4 separate regions of the Mus musculus genome follow, and all the other regions are linked to region 3. Evidence: chromatin contacts called from public HiChIP or PLAC-seq, capture Hi-C and promoter capture Hi-C data. All regions are on one chromosome and are shown on one strand. Each heading gives the region's core, a stretch centred on a gene start, on an enhancer-like site or on the middle of the called end of the contact. The rest is flanking DNA. Distances are from core to core; before and after follow the strand shown.

What was found. Promoter capture Hi-C pulls out the DNA fragments that hold promoters and counts their contacts. HiChIP or PLAC-seq counts read pairs in DNA pulled down with a chosen protein or histone mark. Capture Hi-C pulls out chosen DNA fragments and counts their contacts.
Region 1: a capture Hi-C map of macrophages shows a contact between it and region 3, with 3 times the contacts expected there. The contact joins the promoter of Apln here to the promoter of 9530027J09Rik in region 3. A contact is called at or near these places in 8 of 39 promoter capture datasets (the 3T3-L1 cell line, the C10 cell line, embryonic stem cells and 4 more), 9 of 484 Hi-C or Micro-C datasets (the G1E-ER4 cell line, cortical neurons, double positive thymocytes and 4 more) and 1 of 9 other capture datasets (macrophages).
Region 2: an H3K27ac HiChIP or PLAC-seq map of double positive thymocytes shows a contact between it and region 3, with 2.4 times the contacts expected there. The contact joins the enhancer-like site here to the promoter of 9530027J09Rik in region 3. A contact is called at or near these places in 1 of 484 Hi-C or Micro-C datasets (embryonic fibroblasts), 7 of 115 datasets of contacts at active chromatin or transcription factors (the 230-238 cell line, double positive thymocytes, embryonic stem cells and 3 more) and 1 of 9 other capture datasets (embryonic stem cells).
Region 4: a promoter capture Hi-C map of pre-B cells shows a contact between it and region 3, with 7 times the contacts expected there. The contact joins the promoter of Sash3 here to the promoter of 9530027J09Rik in region 3. A contact is called at or near these places in 10 of 39 promoter capture datasets (the 3T3-L1 cell line, the C10 cell line, the HPC-7 cell line and 5 more), 3 of 484 Hi-C or Micro-C datasets (the HPC-7 cell line, double positive thymocytes and peritoneal macrophages), 7 of 115 datasets of contacts at active chromatin or transcription factors (the HPC-7 cell line, the SCID.adh cell line, bone marrow-derived macrophages and 4 more) and 2 of 9 other capture datasets (embryonic stem cells and liver).

What each region holds. Positions count from the first base shown.
Region 1 is chrX:48,033,414-48,036,113 of GRCm38.p6, forward strand. It overlaps Apln (apelin), which reads right to left and starts at 1,440. Exons shown (of 3, transcript NM_013912.4): 1 at 1,026-1,440. The coding sequence starts at 1,092.
Region 2 is chrX:48,432,463-48,435,162 of GRCm38.p6, forward strand. The region is part of intron 1 of Elf4 (E74-like factor 4 (ets domain transcription factor)); the gene reads right to left. Among named protein-coding and RNA genes, the nearest start is that of Elf4, 21 kb to the right of the region's middle. Within about 2 kb of position 1,284, at least 135 of the 459 cell types and tissues checked have an H3K27ac peak or open chromatin away from gene starts, as enhancers often do. A contact at or near this core is called in the 230-238 cell line, double positive thymocytes, embryonic stem cells and 1 more, where this site is marked.
Region 3 is chrX:48,283,981-48,286,680 of GRCm38.p6, forward strand. It overlaps 9530027J09Rik (RIKEN cDNA 9530027J09 gene), which reads right to left and starts at 1,446. Exons shown (of 4, transcript NR_045916.1): 1 at 1,415-1,446.
Region 4 is chrX:48,145,161-48,147,860 of GRCm38.p6, forward strand. Sash3 (SAM and SH3 domain containing 3) reads left to right here and starts at 1,276. Exons shown (of 8, transcript NM_028773.4): 1 at 1,276-1,557. The coding sequence starts at 1,501.

The DNA of each region.
Region 1 (2,700 bases), core at 190-2,689, 250 kb before region 3:
AGAGGACAGGCAGACCGGGCAGGGGCTGTTGGGACACTGAGGACCCGGGGACTGAAGTAGACAAGGGATTATCTATTGGTGTGGAGAATTTCCAGGTAGGGGGTTAATACAGGTAGAGGTGAAGGGATTCCGTTTCCCAGAGCTGCACCGAGGTTATCAGATCAAGTTCCTGTGTTTCCTGGGTTTTGGTACCGGGAGACTGGGGACCGAAGTTATACCTGAGACAAGAGTGGAAGGGGAAGCCAGAATAAAGAAGAAGCAAGTCTCCGGAGAGATGAACGCTGTGGGGCCAGGTGTCCCACAATGGAGCAGAGAACAAAATCATCCAGGACCTTGGAGTACAGAAGATAAGCCTGGCTCTGTCCAGTCCAGATCTGCCTTAAGGACGCTGCCTCTGCTTACACATAGGCTAAAGGAGCAACAGCTGGGATCCACTAGCCACTGCGGTCGCCCCCGCCCCCGCTCCCGCAGCGTGCTCCTGACTATGCAACAAGTGTCACGTCTACATGTTGGCACATCATCTCCAGTAGCTTGAGCCCCTGGACTGGCCAGCGGCCCCTAAACTCTAAGACCCAGAGACCTTCAACATGGAGTCCTGACCCCACTCAGCTCAGGTCAGCCACCTCCACTGATTCACGAGGTGAGCTGGACATACCGCCATCCTCTCCCCCCACCCCCACTTGGGGTGCAGGGTGCAGGACATAAGGTGTAAGTTTGTGGTCCTAAGTACTTTAAACTACGAGGGGCATGGGGCTGGGGGCTAAGTGGTGATATGCAAGGTAATCATGAAACACCCCCCCCTCCCGCGCGCGCTGTCCTAGGAAGCAAAGCCTACATGGCATGTCGCCCCGTGGCCCCAGATGCCCTGTCAATAGGCCTCCCGGTGTGGCTGGCGCGTGGCTGCTCCTGCAAGGCTCGCACCATGTTTCCCTGGAGGCGGGAAGAGCGCGCGTGGGGCGGAAAGAGAGGACCGCGCAGGCTGCACCTCGGGAGAGCCCCAAGCGAGCAGGAGGGCACGCACTCACCTCCACAAACTGCAGTCAAGGAGAGCCAGAGCAGCAGCAGCGCCTGCACGCAGAGCCTCAGATTCATGCTGCAACTCGGTCCGCGGCAGCCCAGAGGAGCCGGCGAGTGGGCGGAGAGGCAGGGCACCCGGACGCAAAGAAAGGCGCGAGCCGGGGCTGGCGCGTGCGGGCACGGAGCTCGCGTGGCTCCCGGACCGCGGGAGGGTGAGCGCCCCAGCCGCACCGCTGGCTGCCTGCCCCACTCCTGCTCGCTGCCTCTGCTCTTGGTGCAGCCTTCTCTGCCGCCGCGGGGCAGCGCCGCGAAGCTGGCCTTGGTGGCTTCGGGTCGGCGGCAAAAACTCTCTAAGTGGCTGACGCTGCTCTGCCCGCGACTCCCAACTACCCGTTGGTCCAGGCTGTTAGAGAGAATGCTTCCCTGCTCACTTCGGGGTCTGCATTTTGTAGCTTGTGGTTTGGCCGCGAGCCCACTTGGTCATGTGGTCATTAGGAGGCGGGGGGGTTGGGGGGGGGGGGAAGAGAGGCAGGAAGAGGGAGAGGGAGTGAGCCTCCCGCACCGCCCCCCTCCCGGGAAGCATGCTGCAGCCCTATCCAGGGCGCGAGAGAGAACCCAGAGGTGGCCCCACAACAAAGGCCGAGCGGCTGCTCGGACAACCCACAACTGCTCCCCGGACAATGCCTGCCTGGCCGGGGTCCAGAGGGTTTGTAGAGACCTGAAGGATTTCAAACACGTAAACCATTTGAAACAGTGAGGGGCACTCTTAACCCTTTCTCACCTGGGTTTCCTTAACAGCTGTCAGGATACCTGGGCGTTTGCAGAAGGACCCTATTTGGGCTGCCCACAACACCCTCCCTCCATTTCCGAATCTAACTATGTTTTTTTTTCTTTCCTTGACACTGCATTCGCAAGTATGGGTTTGCTCAAGACCTCCCCTACTCCGCCTTTTTCCTCTGCATCTTCAACTGAATTAGAATTGGGGGTGATTGCCTAGGTTGTGCATAAAACTTAGGTAACCACCATTCATATCTCCTGCTGTCCCCTAGCGAGTACCTTCTACCTGGACTGGTGGGCTCGGTGACCAAGCTCTTTATGCATACAGCAAAACCTCAATATCCCACCCAATCTAAAGGCCACCGTTCTGTCCCTGCCCAACCTGAGATGCTACCCCCTGGTTCCTCTTTACTGTGGGGAGGCATTCTGCAGGTTCTACCATGTTCCCCTTCTTGCTGCTTGGAGCTGACCCCAACTTAGTTTTGTCTCGTTGTAGGGAGGATCCTCCCAGCTCCTTCCAAACTCAGCTGGATTTCTTTTACACTCAACTGGGATTCCCTATTATAAGAGGGCCTGGAGTCATTTGCCTTTCTACTCTAGATGCTTAGCTCCTTTTACAGCCTGGGATTCCCCCAAAGAAATGCACCAGATTGGGAACTCTTTAAGACAGGACCCTAACGGTCCCAATCTTCCAGGTCTCTCCAAAGTCCCCAATATCATTCTCTGCACATAGGTGGCACTCAACACATATTAAAAGACTAAATCAAAAGGTGTTCCCACCTTGCAGCAAGCCAGGCAGTTTGCTCCATGTGTACATCCAAATGTACACAAAAGGTACATTGGACAGGGTTTCTCTGTACCGCAGAAGATGTGAAATGGTATGCTATATTAGTATGAAATATCTTT
Region 2 (2,700 bases), core at 34-2,533, 150 kb after region 3:
GCTACACAGTGAGACCCTGTCTCAAAAGTTTAAAAAAAAAAAAAGAGCAACAGTGGCTGGCAAATAACAATGAAGCCACACATGTGCGGAGCACGGTTAACCTTTACAGTGACTCCCCACTGCCACACCGTTGTTCACACTGTCCCTTAGGCCAGCCATGCCCGCTCTCGACTTTTGTGACTTTAGTTCCCTCACATCCTTCAAGGGTTGTCCTCATCATCTTCCTCCCACCTAGCAGCCTCTGCTCTTGACAGCCTAGAGCTTTACTTCTTGGCTCTCAGTAGGGCTTGAAGAACTTATCAAAGAAGGGCCACAAGGATGGAAGTTTACGACACATGCAAATGTTCTGAAATTCAAGTTTCCGTGCCTATCGACGGAGCTGTATTGGAACACATGCTTATAGGTTATTAGTGCTCATTCATATAAGCCCCAAAGCCTGACATACTTGCTATCTGATCCTTTACAGAAACCTTCGATGATCCCTGGACTAAACACTCCACCTCCCTTCCGTGTGAATCAATTCATCAAGCTCATTTCTGAGAAGAATGTCCCAGAACCCTGTTGTGTGGGGGATGGGGGGAGGTGCCTGTGGGAGGTGTGGGACGCTAAATACCAACTCAGCACATTTTCATCAGAAAGAGAGCCTCTGGATTAGAGCCTTGGCTTCTGCTCTGCCCACGATGTGACCTCAAACAGGACACTTCTGCTTTGTGTGCCTTGGTTTCCTCGGCTGCACCATGAGGGGTTGGAGCTGCTCATCTGAGGCCATTCCTGTCTGTGGGCTACAAGTCAGGCATCCACAGACTCCAACCTGCTGCTAAGCAGGTGTGGTCCTAATCGTTTGCTCCCAGAACTCAGGCTCAAGGACAAAGGGTTCCTCTAACCAGCTGTGGCTTTCTGCTGTCCTGGCAGGTGGGGCAGGTGCCTCACCCCACACTCACCTACCCTGTGCCTTGCCTTTCCGTTGATCTGCCGGCTCTGGTCTCTAATTGCTAAGGGATGGTGGCTTCTCTGAAGAAGCTCTCCCCTTTACCCACCTCCACCTCTCCAGTGCGCTGCAGGAAAAGCCTCATCTTTTGGAGAGAAGGGAGGTAGGGAAAAGGACTGTCACCTCTCCCTAGCCTCCCAGGGCTCATAGTAGGCAGGCAGGGGCCAGGACACAGGCGGCTCTCTCCGCCCCGCACCCCTGCTCTGTGAGAGGAAGCAGCCCCTGTGTACCACTTCCTGTCCCAGGGGTTTCGGCAGTTTCCCCTTCGGGGCCTGGTGGCCCTTGCAGCCCCGCCCCTGCTCTGCACAGGTCAGAAAGTGCACAGGGAGGATCCCTCACAGGAAGGCAGAGGAGACAGCTGTCTACACAAGGGGGGTGCTGGCAGCAATTCCACCAGCCTGCCTTGTGGTGGGAGGGGGCCAAACAGAGAAGTGCTACCTGATGAGGGGACAACTGTTTCCACAACCTCTCTCATCACTGCACCTAGACTACCCTTCAGGGACCAGCAGGGTACGCCTGGTCTTTGAGGGCGAGGATTAAAACCTGGACCATTAGTGCCGAGCAAGGCCAATGCCTTGCATAGACTCTTAACAGTGGCTACAGATGGAGGGACAGGTTGAAAGGAGAGGATCTGAGGAAACTAGACCAAGGCTGGGGGTTGGGTTCATTTAGAAGAGCAGGTGACACTGAAATCAATGTGACTTCCTAAGGTGTCAGGGGTTTATCCTTAGTGCCAATGGGCAGAGGTAATGATGAAGAAATACTACATTGTCTTTGGGTCAAAGGACAGCAGCCTTTTCTGGGATAAGGAACAGTGGACTCTAGAATTCCACAGTGGCTGCTGCTTTACTGGTAACTTATACCTAAGTACCTCCCAGGAGTCCATGCAAGGTGGGGCTCCCTAGTAATAGAGCTGTATACCTGTAGCCAGTCCTTTAAGCAGATGACCCACTCCATGAGATATCCCCAAGGCTGTAGGTCAGGGAAAACATTAGCAGCCCAAGGTCCTGGATTCTGCACAGCTGCCAGACCTTCAGGCTAGTACTAGAGTATGATGGTCCCAGAAGCACTGGCGCCTGGTCTGAGTGCCTAGCAGTAGGCAGATACCACTCACTACCTGAATCTTGCCCAGGATAACACTGCTCAGTGAGGTTTAAGTAGCATCAAGAAAAGCTTTGGAGGCCCCTAGAGGTGATACTTATCAAGGACCAGCAAAAACACACAAAGGGACAATCCTGAAACCCCAGCTCAGCTCCGACAGGGCATCTTCCTCCACTGTTTGCCAAGAATCCTACCCAGACCAGGCCTCTTGTCAAAAGAGCAGGGCCCTTTGAACCCATGAGTGGGTGCAGCAGGTAAAGACACCTGCCACCAACACTGATGACTTGAATAGTCCCTGGAATCCTGAAACATCACAGTGTAAGTTGTCTTCTGATGGCCACATGTACACCATGGCACACACATGCCCACACACATTCATACACATATGACATAAAGAGTAAGTGGCTCAGTGGTTAAGAGCATGTACTGATCTTGCAGAGGATCGGAGTTTGGGTGCCAGCACCCGTGTTGGGCAGCTTACAAATAACTGCCTATAGCTCCAGCTCTAGGAGGATCTGGCACATCTGGCCTCCAGAGGTTCCAGTACCCATGTGCACATATACCCATACACAAACACATACATATACACAGAATTAAGGATTAAAGTCTAG
Region 3 (2,700 bases), core at 196-2,695:
ACCTTGATTTCCATACGATAAGATTTCAGAGAATGTGATAAGTCCCATGTTACATGGTGAATCAGGAACTAGAACCTTAGGCTAACTTGGAAGTCAAAAGTCATACAATTTTTTTTCTCCCAGAATTTCTGAGTGGTAACTGTGTGTGCTCTTACCAATAGTCCTCAGGAAGTACCTGGGACTGGCTGTCAAGGGAAATAAATATAATGAGTAGTGTTCAATGCCCAAAGGACATTTTTTAACTTATGCACTGGCTTGAGATTGTCCATAATCCGCTCCGCTAGCTGTCACTTAAATCGGTAGCCAGTGAAGGGGAATGAGGAACCTCTACCTCCTCCTGCCTCCATTTAAGATACCTCAACATTCTTTCACTCTTAAGCACAAAGCTGCCATCTCTGTGCAAACCAGTTCCCAAATCGAAGCACCAATAAGTGGACAATTCCGGGTCTACTTTCTCGGGACCCTTCTGCGCGATGTTTGCGCCATACAACACTAAAGTGATGCAAGCCACCCCATCCTTCGAAGGCGAGGGCAGACGCTGGAACATGACATAAACGACGCCCACTCCCCGTTTTCCAAGCCCCCAAACGGATTCAATTGTTGTTTCGTGGGGCTCTTTTTTTTTTTTTTTTCCTTTTCTTCCTCCGAACCTCCGAAGTGTTCTTCCTTCCTATTGGCCAAAGCTGCCCCTTGACGCCACCCCGGCTTTGCTTACTGATTGGTCGGCTCTGGATGTGCCCAAGCCTTTTTCCCAGGGTGTGGCGCCCCCCTCCCGCCCCCAACAGGGTTCTGACCCCTGGCTCCTCCCTTCCCCCAACCCCCCCTCCCGTTCCGAATGGTACCGCCCTGGCTCGGCTCCCCCATGGCCCGGCCGCTGCCCTTAGGGCCCCCGGACGGGGCGGGGCACATTGGGGACGGGCAGAAGGCGGTGGTGGCGCCTTCCTGCCGAGCCCGAAGCCACCCCCGCCACCCTTCTACAACCCTCTTAGGTTCCACTTTCCCTTGAGCAGTTTTCGCCCTCCTTAGTAGCCCTGTCCCGTCTGTTGCAGCCCCCACTGGTCTTTTGGTCATCCCAAAGGGCAGCTTTCAATCCCAGCCCTCCGCGCTTGATACACGCCCATCAGCCTCCACCCTTGGGTTCTCGAAAGGCTTTCTCCCCGAGTCTGTACACCCTTCCCCTCCGGGTCCCTCTTTCTAGCGGACTGTCCATCCATCCCCGGGACCTCCCTCCCTGTGTGTGGCCGTTCCTCCCAGCGGCCTCCACTTCACGGTGTCCCCTCCCCTTCGTGGCCAGCGTGGTGGAGCACTCCTGCCCCCCCCCTTTCTCTGTACCCCCGCGCTCTCTTATGCTGTCCCTTCACGTCCCACTCTAAGTCCCTCCCACGCCATTCCCCCCACACACACACTCACACACCCCTCCCTGCGAGTCGTCCCCTGGCGCCCCTCCCCTAGCCCCCGCTTGTCTATGCCCCTCCCACACACCCGGTCCTTTTGTCTCCTCTTTGGTCTCTAAGTCCCCCGCCCCTCCCTCCCGCCCGCCCTCGCTCCCCGCGAGCACGCTCTTATCTTCCCCAGGTCCGGGCGCCCCGCCCCCTGGCCGCGCCCCGCCGGCTCCCCTCCCTCCCGCGGCCCCATCTCCACCCTCGGCGCTCCGCCCCCCCCCCCCCCCCCGCCAATCCCCGGTGGCTCGGGGCCCTCCAGCCGGGCCCACCTCCCTCGTTCCCTGGTTCGCTCCTCCCGCCACAACCTCCGCAGATCCCAGACCCACCCTTTTCGGGCCGCGGGCTCGGGCTCCCGCGCGTTCTCCCCACACTTGCACTCCTCCCTCCGCCCTGCTTTGCTACCTCGCCCAGGCCCCAAAGTCGCCCGGTCCGGGACACGGTGCAACCCGCCCTCGGGGAAGCCTCTTTCTTTGCAATGGTGCGGGCACCGCACGATCGGACCCACAGCCCTAGGAGCACAAACCCAAACTGGGCCAGTCCTGGCCGCCTTTACATAGTCCGGCTCTCGGAACCCGCCCGGGACCTTGTGCCCGTCGGAAGAGTATAGGGACCTGCTGAGCGCGGCTCCTCTGGCCTGCCCGGCGCGCCCAGGGGAGACACTGCGACCAGAATGCCAGGGATGTCTTTACCCAAAGCCTCCTTCAGTCTTCACCCAAAACCTGTGCATTCAGTAGGCTGCTCCCACCTGAGGTCTCGCGCTCAGCGGGCCTAGGTTGAGATGCTGTACCGAAAATCCTCCCAGCATCAGGGGCTGTAGTTTAGTTATGGTCCATCGGGCTCCATCAGTGAAAACAAGTGATAAGCCCTGACCACCCAGGGAGACAGGGGGCATGCACTTCTCAGCCTAGTGCTTTGTATCAACTGTCTGCAGGTGGAGGGCCTGGAACTAAACTCTTTCATCTCAGGTGAGGGTTGTGTCTTAAGTAGAGAACCAAGCCACAGGCCAATAACTAAAAAATATATCTGTTCCATAATGCCGACGTTGGCGGTATCTCTCCCCTGAACCTCTTCTGCCAAAACCTTATTTACGCAGCAGACTGGAAGTTCTTTGAAGGAGGTCCCTGTTCCTCACCCTAGCTCACTCAATGGATCTCTTGTGATTGGCAGATAACTGGATGTGTTTGTTAACTGCCCGCCTTTGTGACTTAAGGTTGTAAACTGGCAAGGGCCAGGACCAGTTGGGGATTACTAGCTTGCG
Region 4 (2,700 bases), core at 26-2,525, 140 kb before region 3:
ATTTTCATTAAAAATTCAAGATAGTTTTCCTGATGTAGACATTCCTAAAACTATTACCACAATCACAATAAACAAACTTATTCATCACCTCCAAAATGTTCTATATGTCCTTAGTTATCTGTCCCTCCAATTTTTCCAAATCTCCCCAAACCAATGTTTTTCGTCCTGTACGGGTGTGATTCTTTGTAAGAAGTAAATTTCTGTCTAGAGAGAGGTGCTAGGTGCTGAAAACAGTAAAGGATATTTACCTAAACAGTGTGAAATCCAATTATGGAGACTTTTTTGAAATTTCATTTTATTGTCATCTGTATTTGATAAAGTGTAAATGATACATACCAGTTGCTTTGTAGTGAACAGGAATCATTGAAAGTACTTAAACATCTACCGCAATTGCTCAATGGTAGTAAACTTACCTGGCATGGGTAAGCCATAGGTGAGACCCCTAAGCACTGCAAATCAACATTGCCATTGTCATCATTATCATCATCATCACCATCATGTGCTGAATGTAACCCACAAGATGGGCGCAATGCCCAGGCAGTTGATGAATGCCTTTTGAATGGGGCACCTGCTGTTGACGTGGCATTGCCTTCAAACATTTCTCAGTTGTTCTTGTATGACCTGAGGGGTTGTTGTGTGTAGGCACACCTCATCTAGACTGAAAACCATATGTGTGCTGATGGAAATGTGGATAGTTGCTGGATTGATAGCTTTAGAAACAGTGGATACAGGGCTATTGAAGGTTGTAGGGATGAGAGCATCATGGAAATGACTATAGCATCTGTAAAGGTGACCACTCTAAGGATGATGAAGCAGTAGAAATCTCTGAAGAGATGAGAGCTTTACCAATCATAGCTAAGGTATACTGACGGCAGTAGGGATGGTAGGAGGGATGATGGCTGGGGCGTGGGGAGTGGTGGTAGTCACGGTTGTAGTAATGGCTATCTGGTAATGGTAGCAGTAGTGATAACCATCAAGATGATGGCCACAGGAGTGACAGTAATGGTAATCGTGATCGCAGTAATGACTTGGAAGATGCAAATAGACTGGGGGCATTTACTCAACAGGCAGGGAGATTGTTCACCTTCTGATTTCAGAGGTTTAGTCAGTGAGTGTAAAGCCCAAATAAGCCAGAACATGAAAGGACTGTAGTGGATGACCGGAGACAACAGGATTGGGGCTTTTCTCTGACTGTTCAACTCAAGGTCTGTCTGCATCAGAATCTCTGGAGACTGAAGCTGGGACTTCCTTCCTCCCTAGAGGCCGGCAGGGGCCATGATTGCTGTAAGAGCAGGTCACGTGGCAAGGTTTCCTGTATGCTGCTGCTGCTGGGTGTCCATGGCCCGCACCCCCAAGCTGCCACTGCAGCAGTAAAGAGTAGCAGCCCCAGGCTCAGTCTATGCTGTGCCAACTGGCTGGTGCTGGGGAGGCTTTAACAAGAGATTTTTGCATCTTAGCTCCTTGGAGAACAGAGCAGGAGTGCCATTTCTGTAGAGGACCATGTTGCGTCGCAAACCCTCCAACGCCAGTGACAAAGAGCCCACTCAGAAGAAAAAGGTAAGGCGCATCTTTGAGCGTACACTCCTTCCTTCTCTCCTCTACACTCTCTACCAAGGCCTTCATGGACTCTTAGAAGGTGGAAGTTGAACCAAGGCTCTATGTTGAGCTTGGACGTGAGGGTTCTTCCAGAAAGCAAGGGGATGGGGCTCAACGCTCACTTGAGTAGTAAAAGTACTGAAGGTACTTTCTAAACTCTGGAATACAGAGCTATGAGTTGGGCCTTTGGAAGTCTAGAGTGATAGACTGAAGAACATAAGAGTTAAATCCACAGACATCAGTTGGAGAGTTACAAAATGTCGTGTTCAAATTGAATCCAAAGAGCGTAATTAATTTTGTCTCTCTAGCTCGGGTTCTGTGTTGCTTTTGCTCGAGTGTGTCCTCTGGGGACTACCTCATTCAAAGGGCCCTACTAGCCTACCCAGCCAAGGTGGTCACAGACTCCCTAACTCTTTGGCAGGAGCCATAGCCATTTCCCACTAGGCTCAGATCTACAACATCTCCCCCAGGCCACTGGAGATGAAGCAGTAAGTAAATTTCAGACTCAGGAAAAGAGCCCACCCAAATGCCGTAAAGTTCAGGTGGTGGTGGTGGTGTGTGTGTGTGTGTGGGGGGGGTTGAACAGGTTCTTTCTGGGCAAGTGAACTTATGAAGAATGAGAAATGGAGCTGATGACTTGCATGGTGAGTAGGTGTGAGAGCTAAGGGGGAAAAGTTCGTTGGGGGAGGGAAGGGGATTTCAAAGTCCAGGAAGGAAGGTAGCTGTCAAAAATGGCTGAAGTGTTCATCTTCCTGAGACAGGAGCTAGACTGAATGATTCTTGAAGACTCTGATATCCAGGTTTCCCTGGCTGTATGTATAGAGTTCATTTTATGTCAGGACTCTCCCAGGCAATCAGCCTGTCCAGTCTGCATGTCTAAGTGGACCACAGGAATGGTCCAAAGCAGGCCTGACTAGATCCAAGCACCCAAGCCTTAATCAGGGGCCTCCAGGACTCTCACTGTGCCCTATCCATTTTTCCATGGAATTCAACTCAGGTGCACTGTGGGGGGATGCCCCCTTGTCAGAACAGTTCCCAGGCAGTGGGCGACAACTAAGAGACAGGCTGAGAGCATTGGGGTGTGCATCCTGTCCCACCTCTCAG